2 separate regions of the Oryctolagus cuniculus genome follow, and region 2 is linked to region 1. The links are chromatin contacts, called in public Micro-C maps. All regions are on one chromosome and are shown on one strand. The core of a region is the stretch at or near the end of the contact, and the rest is flanking DNA. Distances in the headings are between cores, read along the strand shown.

Region 1 (5,832 bases), core at 2,923-5,422:
CCAGGGAGTGCAGTGGAGGATGGCCCAGGTGCTTGGGCCCTGCACCCCATGGGAGACCAGGAAAAAGCACCTGGATCCTGGCTCCTGCCAGGATCAGCGCGGTGCGCCGGCTGCAGCGGCGGCCATTGGAGGGTGAACCAGCGGCAAAGGAAGACCTTTCTCTCTCTGTCTCTCTCTCTCACTGTCCACTCTGCCTGTCAAAAAAAAAAAAAAAAAAAAAAAAAAAAATTTAAAAAAAAAAAAAAAGATTACATTTCCAAATACTTCTTAAAGTCCTCAAAGATTCTTTCTGGGTGTTTTCTTCTTCATATACATTCAAATATGAATATGTATAGAAAAAATAGTATTAGCCGGCGCCGTGGCTCAATAGGCTAATCCTCCACCTTGCGGCGCCGGCACACCGGGTTCTAGTCCCGGTCAGGGAGCCGGATTCTGTCCCGGTTGCCCCTCTTCCAGGCCAGCTCTCTGCTGTGGCCAGGGAGTGCAGTGGAGGATGGCCCAGGTGCTTGGGCCCTGCACCCCATGGGAGACCAGGAAAAGCACCTGGCTCCTAGCTCCTGCCATCGGATCAGCGCGGTGCGCCGGCTGCAGCGGCGGCCATTGGAGGGTGAACCAACGGCAAAGGAAGACCTTTCTCTCTCTGTCTTTCTCTCTCACTGTCCACTCTGCCTGTCAAAAATTAAAAAAGAAAAAAAAAAAAGAAAAAATAGTATTTACTTATATAACAGAAAAGTCTCATGCATGACCAAAACTGTTTTTACTTCCACTAAAGAAGTAACAAGTGGGGCCTGTATTGTGGTGCAGTGGGTTAAGCTGCATCCATCCTATACTGGAGTACCAGCAGGTTGGCTGATCCACTTCCTACCCAGCTCCCTGTTAATGCACCTGGGAAGGCAGCAGGTGGCAGTCCAAGGACTTTGGCTCCTGCCTCTCAAGAAGGAGACCAGGATGGAATTCCTGGCTCCTGATTTCACCCTGGCTGAGTCCTGTATGCTGTGGTCATTTAGGGAGTGAACCAGCAGCTACAAGATTTGTTTTTCCCTCCCTCTAACTCCACTTTTCAAATACACAAACAAATTTTAAAAAAAGGAAAAAAAAACTTGCAGTCGCATTACCTGATTGGTTCAAAAATCATCTGTTAATTCTGTAGTGTGAGAGAGACCAGTTAAGTGAATACATGTGCTACTTTATAACCCAGTGGCCATGGGAAACAACTGGATGATACACGTAACACAGAGTGTATATTTTCTACCAACTGCTTTGGAAATTGGTGAGGTTGCTAAAAACATTTTCAGTAAATTATCTTCAGTTTTTATAGAACGTACTCTCCCTGTTTTTTTTTTTTTTTTGACAGGCAGAGTGGACAGTGAGAGAGAGAGACAGAGAGAAAGGTCTTCCTTTGCCGTTGGTTCACCCTCCAATGGCCGCCGCGGCCGGCACCGCGCTGATCCGATGGCAGGAGCCAGGTGCTTCTCCTGGTCTCCCATGGGGTGCAGGGCCCAAGCACTTGGGCCATCCTCCACTGCACTCCCGGGCCACAGCAGAGAGCTGGCCTGGAAGAGGGGCAACCGGGACAGAATCCGGTGCCCCAACCGGGACTAGAACCCGGTGTGCCGGCGCCGCTAGGCGGAGGATTAGCCCAGTGAGCCGCGGCGCCGGCCTATAGAACGTACTCTCCCTGAACCCCTCCCCAATTTCTCTCTATTGAGGAACATATGGGTGGCCGGTGCCCAAATATGTGGGCCATCTTCCACTGCTTTCCCACATGCATTAGCAGGGAGCTACATTCAAAGCGGAGCAGCCAAGACTCAAACTGGTGCTCATCTGGGATGCTGGCCAAGCAGGCAACAGTTTAACCGGCTGTGCCGAACACTAGCCCCAGCTGCAGGTCTTAGAACTCAACACAGCCCTACCTCACAGCCACCAGGGCCAGAAAGGACAATGTGCCACAACAGAACATACACAAAAGTATGGGACAACCTGCAGCAGAGCCCTGACTTACTATTCACTTTAGGACTTCGTGCAGAGGATCCAATTACCTAACCTGCAGGCGACAGACTCCTCACCTGCCGCCGGAGAACTTGTACTCCTCCTCAGAAGGCTGCTATGAGGGTTACGTGAGAACACCTACCACAATACCTGATATAGAGTAGATATCCAGTAAGAAAGGATTATCTTGTCAGAGAGAGAGAACAAACTAAGAGATCCAAGAAAACCTGGAGGTGAGTATGCTTATCAGCTGAACTGTGCTAACAGGACTGCATGCCCATGTTCAAACTCAACAAAAAATACACACTAATTTCGTGTGATTATTTTTGGCAGAATAAAGAGCTGCTGCTGTGGTCTAAGTCACAACTTGCTGTTATAAAAGGACGAGATTTAACATTCAAAAATTTCAAAGGTGGCAACGCACATTTACAGCAAGTTTGGATCCATCTTTCCACAAACCTTTGCGTAAAATCTTGTGTTTCATCATGGACAAGGCATGAACGGCAACAGAAGTCATTTCAGAAACATCACCTCTATAAACCCAGTTTTATAACTACACATTAAGTCGGAGAGTAAGACGTGCTTAGAAGAAATGTGACAATGTAATGACTATTCTCTCAATAAATAATTGGGTAATCACTTAATGAACACTATTTAATGAAAACAGTAATAAAAACCAAGCCTCTGCATTTGCATATTCCCTCTATTCCCAAAGCCGGTATTTTCTTTCCTTGAGAGCGGTAAATGTATCCATGGAAATACCCGGAAGCACACAGTCCGTACTTAGAACCATTTAACAAGAGAACAGGTAGGGGAAGAGAGAGACCTTTCCAGCCCACTGCTTTTCCCAGGCCATTAGCAGAAAGCGGGACCATCGGTCCAGCAACCAGGACATAACAGATGCAGGCGTCCCGGCCCCAAGGCCAGCCTCTTAAAACTTTAAGAAGAGTTCTAATATTTAAACAGTGTGCATTAGCAACTTCATTAGTGTGTCAGAGGGGCAGGCAGGGGGCGAAGCTGCATTGTGGGACATCCCCACCCCGTATCTGACACGGCCCTCCCGCCCACCTCCCTGCCAGTCCACTCCGGGAAGCGGTAGGTACTAAGTACCAGTACTTAGGCCCTGCCGCCAATGCAGCAGACAGTGCCAGAGCTCGGGGCTCCTGGCTCCAACCCTGACTGTTGGGAGCATTCGGGGAGAGAACCAGGGGATGGAAGATGGCTCTTGCTGTCCGCCTTTCAAGTACGAAAAAAAAAAAAAAACAACTTTTCTAAGTTATATTAACAGGAGTTTCAAGTGAGTACAAACTTGAATACTTGAAACCTGTCACGTCTGATTGTTCTGGATGAAGTCCAGAAATTAGAACCTACAGTGGCCCGGATACTGGATTAAGGCAATGAAATCCATCTTGATTCATTTATTCTTCGTCCACGCGGGCGATCGAGCCAGTCTGGTGCACGCAGGCACCCTGCCGGGCGCCGCCGAGCCGAGGTGCGGCCAAGGCCGCAGGACGCCAGAGTGGGGCCAGGGCTGCCCAGGCGCGGAGCAGGCAGAGGAGGGTCGCCCGCTGGACCCGAGGAGCGGCCCACGTGAGCGGCGGCTTGTGCTGACGTGTCCGAGTCCGCAGGCGGGCGCGCACGGGCCGCGTTGCAGCTGCAGATCCCGGCCGCCCCCGGCCTCCTCGCGGGTGCCGGGCCTGGCCGCAGACCCCCGGGTCCCGCGCGTCGCTCCGGGCTCCGCACTTTCGGGGGCCGAGAGGGGCGCGATCGCGGTGGGGCGACCTGCGCCCCGCGCAGCAGGAAGTGCCCACGCGGGGCGGCGGCGCGGTCCTGCCCGCACTCACCTGCACGCCGAGGTGCGCCAACCGGGCCTCGAGCTCGGGCTCCAGGGCCAGGAGGAAGGAGGTGGCTCGGGACGAGGAGCCGCCGCCCGGGTGCGCCAGGACGATCTCCGCGGTCACCTTGGCCAGGTGGCTGCTCAGGTCCACCGTGCGCTTCACGTCTTCGTTGACTAATGGCGGTGGCTCCGAAGAGGCGCTGCCGGGCGCCGGGGCCCAGGCCCCGAGCACCAGGAACAGAAACAAGCAGGCGACGGGCGCCTCCATGACCCGGACCGAGTGAGCGCCTGGCCGGGCCGAGAGCCGCCGCCGCCGCCCCGCCTCTCGCCACCGCGCAGCCTCTCATTGGGCGCCGGCTGGCGCCACAAGATGGTGGCGTCCGGCGGGAAAGGACCCCGTCTCCAGGGCAACGGGGCGGCCCTCCGGTCGCCTGACGGCGAGCGCCGCTCGGAGCTTTTGTTCGGCGACCGGCGTGGTGGTTGCCGCCCTGCCCTTCCACCCTTGCCTGGCTCGCTCACCTCTCCTGCCGTTCTCCCACTGCAATGACTGCCTCTCCTGCCCCTTCAGACCCAGAACGTATCCGACAGTAACTGCGAAAATTAGCAGGCGAAAGTTTAAGCAAAAACAGGATATCCGTCATCTCAGAGTTCTCCTAAAATATTTAGTAATTACAAAGGAGAAAATAGTTAATTTATAATGGCGAGTTGTGGCAGGCACCACCTTAACCAAATGATCAAGGTAGATCTCCCCAGGTGCAGGATATAGTAACATCCGGTACCACTGAAAAGGGCACCTCTGTCTTTTTTTTAATTTATTTATTTGAAAGAATTACAGAGAGAGAATATTTTTCATCCCCTGGATCACTCCCCAAATGGCCACAACAGCTGGGGCTGGGCCAGGCCAGGCCAAAGCCAGGAGCCAGGAGCTTCTTTCCAGTCCCCCATGTGGGTGCAGGGGCCAAACCAGTTGGGCCATCTTCCATTGCTTTCCCCAGACCATTAGCAGAGGGCTAGGTTGGAAACAGAGCAGCTGGACTTGAACAAGCGCCCAGATGGATGCCGCATCACAGGCTTTACCTGCTGTGAAACAACTCCAGCCCTAGTACCTCATTTCTGTGCTATTCCTGTTAGGTAGGAAGTCAGATATGAGCTTATGTGTGTGTGACAAAGGCCTAAAGAGAAAACATCTATGTCCAGCATATGCATCTCAAAGTCATCCCGATAATAACGTTTCAGGGGAAGCCCAGGGTTTGCATCCTGCCCTGCCCCCTTCTACCCGGTAACCTGCCAGGTGGGGGTTCCCGCCCCTTCCGTCTGATAATCTTCCAGATGCAGCCCAGTATCTGCACTTCAAACTCGCCCAGCCCCTTCTGCTCAATAACCAGGCAATGCCTGTCAGGCTTCGCCCTGTCTGATAACTTCAGGGGGAAAACTCAGGAGTTTTTCTATTTACATCCAAAAAGTCCTTTGTTCCAACAGGAGCAGAGGTGAGGAAGCAAGACCCATCTCCTTAAAAACCCCCCAGCCTCAACCAGACTGCATGCTCAGCCCTCTGCCTCTCTGCTGAGCTGCCCACCAGGCCTGCCCAGGTGTAATCTCTCCACTCAGCCATGTAACCCCGCTCTCCCCCAGTCCGAGCGACTGGGCGCTCTCTCTCAGGTTCTGTCTGGAGAGGTGCCCATCCATTCTTACGGATGTCCCTTCCCTAATAAACTTTGCTACTTTACTTACCACTACTCTCTTCTCACACCTGAATTCTTTCTTGCGCAAAGACAAGAACCCTGCCATTCTCTGTGGCCATTGCCACAGAATTGCTGAAAATATATAACTTCAATATAAACATCAGAAAAACAAAATTGAGTGGAATTCTACAAAATAATTGACAAGAATTAATCTCTTACTTTGTGTTACTTTGGAGGTTATCTGTGCACCTGCCTTTCTTTATAGGGAAGGGAAACACCAAAGTTTGATTCATTCCTTCCCTATGATGACTGCTATAGTGTGCA
Region 2 (5,409 bases), core at 1,557-4,056, 140 kb after region 1:
ACTGGGGAACCTCGCCCGGGAGTGGAATACCAATAAAAGCTTGTGAATTGCTTGATTCGTCTGCCTGGGAAGATTTGTTATGCACTGGACACCTTGCGCCGCTGCCCACGGCGGGGACAGGACAGGAGCGGGCACCGGCAGAGGCAGCCCCCTGGGCAGGACAGTGCATAGCATCTGGAGCCCCAGGACTGGACAAGCTCGCCCTGGGGCAGAGGACCCAGCGACAGCCAGCCAGCCAGACGCTGCGCAGAGCAGGCCCAGGGCCCCATCTGCCAGGTGCCCACTTCCGATGCCCCTCACGCCTTTTTTTGGCCATTGTTGGCTACGTGGAGTCTTCGCGCCCCGGGGGCTTCTTGGTGGGGGAGGGACAGCAGTAGTGTGGGTTGGGAGGCATCCTTGAAGGGCAGACTCTTGTCCAGCTGGGCAAAGCCACGAACCTCCTCCCGCAGGCCTCAGTGCCTCACCTGTGTACTGAGAGCAGTGGGTGCCACCCACCTTCCCAAGCCGAGCTCTGCTCCACAAGCATTAACCTCTGGGCCAAAGCACACGGGCACTCGCAGCTGTGCGGAGCCCCATCTCCTGTGTCCTCCTTCATGCTTCGGGCCCCTCCGCCAGTCATGGCCAGGCCTCGTCCCCAGGGCAGGAGAGCCCTCCTGCCCCTCACTGAGCAGGTGCTGGGGGTGTTGGGTGCAGGCCCCTGCCTCCTCGACAAACCCTCACATGTCCCTGCATTTTTTTCCCTCAATCACATGGACTTGCGGGGGCCTTGGCTAGGCTTTGGTGGCCCGATAGATAACTGGTGCCTGTCCAGCTCTGCCACCCCTGTGAGAGCCGGGGGCCATGTGACCAGCCCTCCTTTCTTGAAACTCTCTCCTTGTCAGCTTCCACCGGTACACATGGCTCCCTCCTTGCTCTCTGACTCTTCTTCCTATCCCCCACTGAGCACCTGCCCTTCCCTGCTCCAGGACCCCCGTGCACCCTGGCTGCCGCTGCTGGACTCCATCAGGGCGGCACCCTCTTCCCACGCCCTCTGCCTGGCACAGAGCCCACCTAGTTCCCGGGGGTGGGGGCTCTCTTCTGGGTCTCCCTCTTCCCATCCCATCTCCATGTGCGCTGGCCCAGGACCACCCCAGGGTGGCCACACCCCCTTGCGTCCCTGGGAGGCGCTGTTCTGGGGAGCCCTCCCAGACTGGGCCAGTTCCACCACTTGGGCTCAGCGGGCAGGGGTGGCAGTGGGGCGGCCTTCCAGAAACCTGTTCCCCAGGGTACAGGAAATGGGGATGAGATGGTCTTGGGTCTGTGGTCCAAGGCCCTCAAGGCTTCCTTTGCAGGGACCTGGGCTGTCACCCACCTTCTCTTCTCTGTGTACCTATCACCCTGGGGCCTGAAGTCCATTGACACCCACCCTCCAGCCCCACAAGAGGCTCAACCTGTCCAGCCTCAGCTTTCCCCACCAGCCTCGGTTCCCTCATCTCCAGGGCCTCCCTTACCAGTTTGTCAAGTGTGCAGAATGGGAGGGGTCTGTGAAAGGGGTCAGCCAGAGAACCAGGCCTGACAGGGCTCCAACACATGCACCCACCCCCAACTTTCGGATCTCAGGGCTCCCAGCTTTCCTCACATGAAAATGCCCCTCTCTTTGGCCCTGGGAACCCCAGGCGGCTGGCGTGCTGCGCTCCCCATGGCCTTTTGCGTGCTGGGGTCTGCGGCGCCCACGGCCCCGCGCTCCGGAATCACTCACTGCCCTCCCCAGCGTCTCCCCCACTCTCTGCCTTGCCTAGGCGTTTTTGACCTTTTGGGGCACCTTCTGCACCCCCCCCAAGCAGAGCTTGGGGCCGCAGACTTGCACGAGTTTCCCCTGGAGGAACTCGCCGGTTGCCCCAAGACAGCAGCGCCCGAACGCAAGGGAAGCCCCTGCACAGGACCCACGCCCCTGCGCCCCTCCGCTGAGCTCCCTCCGGACGGGAGATCAGCTCTCCCTGCCATCCCCACCCCAGGTCTCCCGGGAACTCCTCTGGGCGGGGGGGGGGGGTCTCCACCACGCCCTGGCCCGCCTGCCACCCCCGCAGCCGTCGCGTGGCTCTGGGGAGCCCCGCAGCGTCTACGTATCACTGGGAGCGTCGGCTGGAGGGGGTGCGGCCAGACCACGTCCCCGCCGGAGCCCCGGCCGTCGACCCGTCGCGCCCCGTGTGGTGCCCAGGTCCCCAGAGCACAAGAAGAGTTGCAGGCAGAGGCGGGAGGAGCCTCCCACCCTCCGTCCCCTGTGGGTCGGGCGGAGACCCCTCGGGGACGTCCTGGGCGCTCCTCGCTGCCCCGGCCGACCGCGTGAGGGCGTGCCCTGTGTTAGTTGGGACGAATTAAAGCTGGTCCTGCGGCCAGGCCAGGGGCCCCTGGGCCGGGCCAGGGCTTGGGTGCCCGTGGCACACTCTTGGCTGCCGCCTGCAAAGCCCGTGTCGGCGCGGCCTCGCCCGGGGCCTGCGCTATTCGCTCCCAAAAGGGGTGCCCCCCTCCTCGCGCGCTCCCGCAGCCCGGGGTGCGCCGCTCCGTCCCCTTCTGCTGAGCCCTCCCTGGGCGCAGGACGCCTCTGCTTGGCGCCGTGGGCTCGGGCCCCGTCCGGGGTGCACCGCCGAGCGCATCACGGGGCCGTGGAGGCGCAGTCCGGGAAGCCAGTGGCTGAGAAAGGGGCTCGAAGAAGCACAAGTTTGCGCTGGCTCCGGACCAGGCTGTTGTTGTTCTCAACGTGGTCCGCCAGCGAGCTATAAAAGCGGAGTAGAGCGCCCTCGTCGCCAGAGCGCAGCGCGCGCGCCTGGCGATCTCCTCCAGCAGCAACAGCAGCGGCGGCGGCGGCGGCGGCGGCTCGGCGCTTTCCATCTTCGGCTCCGCGACCCTCTCCGGCCCCAGCTCGGACCCTCACCCCGACCCCAGGCTCGCCCCACCCCCCAGGCTCGCCCCGCTCCGCATCGCTCCGGCCCGGCCCGGCCCCCACCCCAGCCCTGCCGCCCGGCCCCAGGCCCGGCCGCGGCCGCTCCCGCCTGGAGCCGCCGCGCGCCCCCAGCCCCCCGGCGCCCCCTCGGCCCCTCGCCTTCCTCTTCCCGGCGCGGCCCCCCGGCTTCCGCGCCCCGCCCGCCACCAACCCGCTCGCCACCATGTCCGTGGAGCTAGAGGAGGCCCTGCCGCCCACGACCGCCGAGGGGGCGGCCAAGAAAGCGGCCAAGGCCGGCGGCTCGGCGGCGTTGTCCCCGTCGAAGAAGAGGAAGAACAGCAAGAAGAAGAACCAGCCGGGCAAGTACAGCCAGCTGGTGGTGGAGACGATCCGCAGGCTGGGCGAGCGCAACGGCTCGTCGCTGGCCAGGATCTACGCCGAGGCCAAGAAGGTGCCGTGGTTCGACCAGCAGAACGGGCGCACCTACCTCAAGTACTCGATCAAGGCGCTGGTGCAGAACGACACGCTGCTGCAGGTGAAGGGCACGGGCGCCAACGGCTCGTTCAAGCTGAACCGCAAGAAGCTGGAGGGCAGCGGGGAGCGGCGCGGGGCCGCGGCCGGGGCCCCGCCGCCCGCCGCCGCGCCCAAGGCCAAGAAGGCGGCCGCGGGCGCCGCAGCCCCGCGGCGCGCGGACAGGAAGCCCGCCAAGGGCGCCAAGCCGGAGAAGCGCTCGCACAAGAAGGGCGCCGCCTCCAAGCAGGACAAAGGCAGCAAGGCCAAGAAGGCGGCGGCCGCCGCGGGCAAGAAGGTGAAGAAGGCGGCCAAGCCCAGCGTCCCCAAAGTGCCCAAGGGCCGCAAGTGAGCGCGCCCCTCTAGCCCGCCCGCGTCCGCTGCAGCCCGGCCCGGCCCGGGCCGCTCCATCTCGGCCCCGGGCCTTCCCTCCCCTCCCCCACCGGCGTAGCGGTTTTTTTTTTTTTTTCGTTGTTTGCTTTAGGTTTTTGAAACAGCCCTGGCGACGCCCCCATTGGCTCTCGCCCTTGGCAACGGCCGTCGTTATGGTTACCGGCCCCTGGGCGCCAATGGCCGCGGCCGCCGCCCGCCCGCTCGGGCGCAAGCGCTGGGCGGCCCGGTCCGGGCTCGCTGGGCGGCGGCGGCGGCGCGCGCCCCGGCTGCCTGCGCCCCCGCCTGCGGGTGCGGCGGGCGGGCGGTGGCCCGCGGCTCGGGGCTGCGCGGCGCTTGTCGTCCCCGGGGGCCTTTTTGCGGGGCACAATAAATTGTCTGAACCTTTGAGCCGCGCTCGTTTTCTTGCAGTGTGTGTGTTGGGGGGGTTCGCACCCGGGGGGCGGGCTCGCGGGACGATGCGGGAGGTCCCGGCAGCCCCGGGACGCTTGGGGTGGACGCCAGGGTGTGGGCGGCCTCGGGAGGCGCGCTGGGCAGTTGGCTTCGGCCTCTCGGCGCACTCCAGCCCGCGTTCACTCTCTGGCTGCCTTTCGCTTGTTAGTTTGAGACGGGCAGGGGACGCCAGGCTTTGCTGGGAAGGAATGGCCCTGGCTGGTGGACACCCTGGTGTCCATTACAGGAACTGGTTGTCTTTCCAGTGGACATTAGGCGGGGGTCTCTTCTGCAGCCAGCCAACCCTGGGGTCAGTGGGAGCAGGGGAAGGTTCTCTCCTGGTGGGGTCGCTCTTGTCCAGGCCGGGCAAGCCTGGGTGAAAGGCAGGAGCTGCCGGCCTGCTAGTGTCCCTCACCTGCCCCTGGCCTAAGTGTGGTCCCAAAACAGACCTCTCAGCCACCTAGGCAAGGGGTCACTGCCCTCCAGACGTCACACCCGGCTGGGGGCTGCTTCCTCTCGCAATGCACGGCTGGGCACCAAGCCCACAGCAGTGGACAGGATGCACCAGTGGGGGGGTGGGGACAACCTTGCCCTGGAGATGGACTTCCAGAGAGCTGCTTGGAAGCCAGCTGGGACCTTGGAGCCTGACAGGGGTGGGAGACACCAGCAAGAGGGCACAGCTACACTGGGCAGCGGCCATTTGGGGTCTGAGGGCTTCTGGGTACCCAGGAGAGAGGCCTAGGTTGGAGCCAGGCTATTTTCCTGCCAGCCCTATCTGCTTGCAGTTCTGACAGGGCAGCAGTGTGCCTGGTATCTTCCTGCGGGTGCTGAGCCAGTCCAAGCTCTTTGGGGCTAGGCAGTAGGAGAGCAGCAGCTAGTGGGCACGAGAGGCCTTGGCCTACACAGGATTCTGTGGGAATGGTGCTACTGACCAGCTCAATGTGATGCCTCAGATTACATCTTCCAGCCCTAAACCAGAAGCACTTGGAGACTTTGTTCCAATCCCAACTAGGCTCACCCCAGTTGTCCGCACTCTGGGGCTGGGGCCTGGGAATTGGCTTTGTGAGCAGCTCCACAAGTGGCTCTGAGATTGAGACAGACTTGGGGAGCGCCACTTGCTGCAGCCAGGCTTCTGACCACACGCTGTCAGTGGCCAC

Evidence for each region. A called contact is a pair of places that touch in the nucleus more often than the background predicts.
Region 2: a Micro-C map of ear pinna shows a contact between it and region 1, with 2.7 times the contacts expected there. The contact joins the promoter of H1-10 here to the promoter of RPN1 in region 1. A contact is called at or near these places in 4 of 6 Hi-C or Micro-C datasets (ear pinna, psoas muscle, skin fibroblasts and 1 more).

What each region holds. Positions count from the first base shown.
Region 1 is chr10:111,238,157-111,243,988 of mOryCun1.1, forward strand. It overlaps RPN1 (ribophorin I), which reads right to left and starts at 4,173. Exons shown (of 10, transcript XM_002713159.5): 1 at 3,834-4,173. The coding sequence starts at 4,094.
Region 2 is chr10:111,382,611-111,388,019 of mOryCun1.1, forward strand. It overlaps H1-10 (H1.10 linker histone), which reads left to right and starts at 2,807. Exons shown (of 1, transcript XM_070051013.1): 1 at 2,807-4,210. The coding sequence starts at 3,144. The coding sequence ends at 3,782.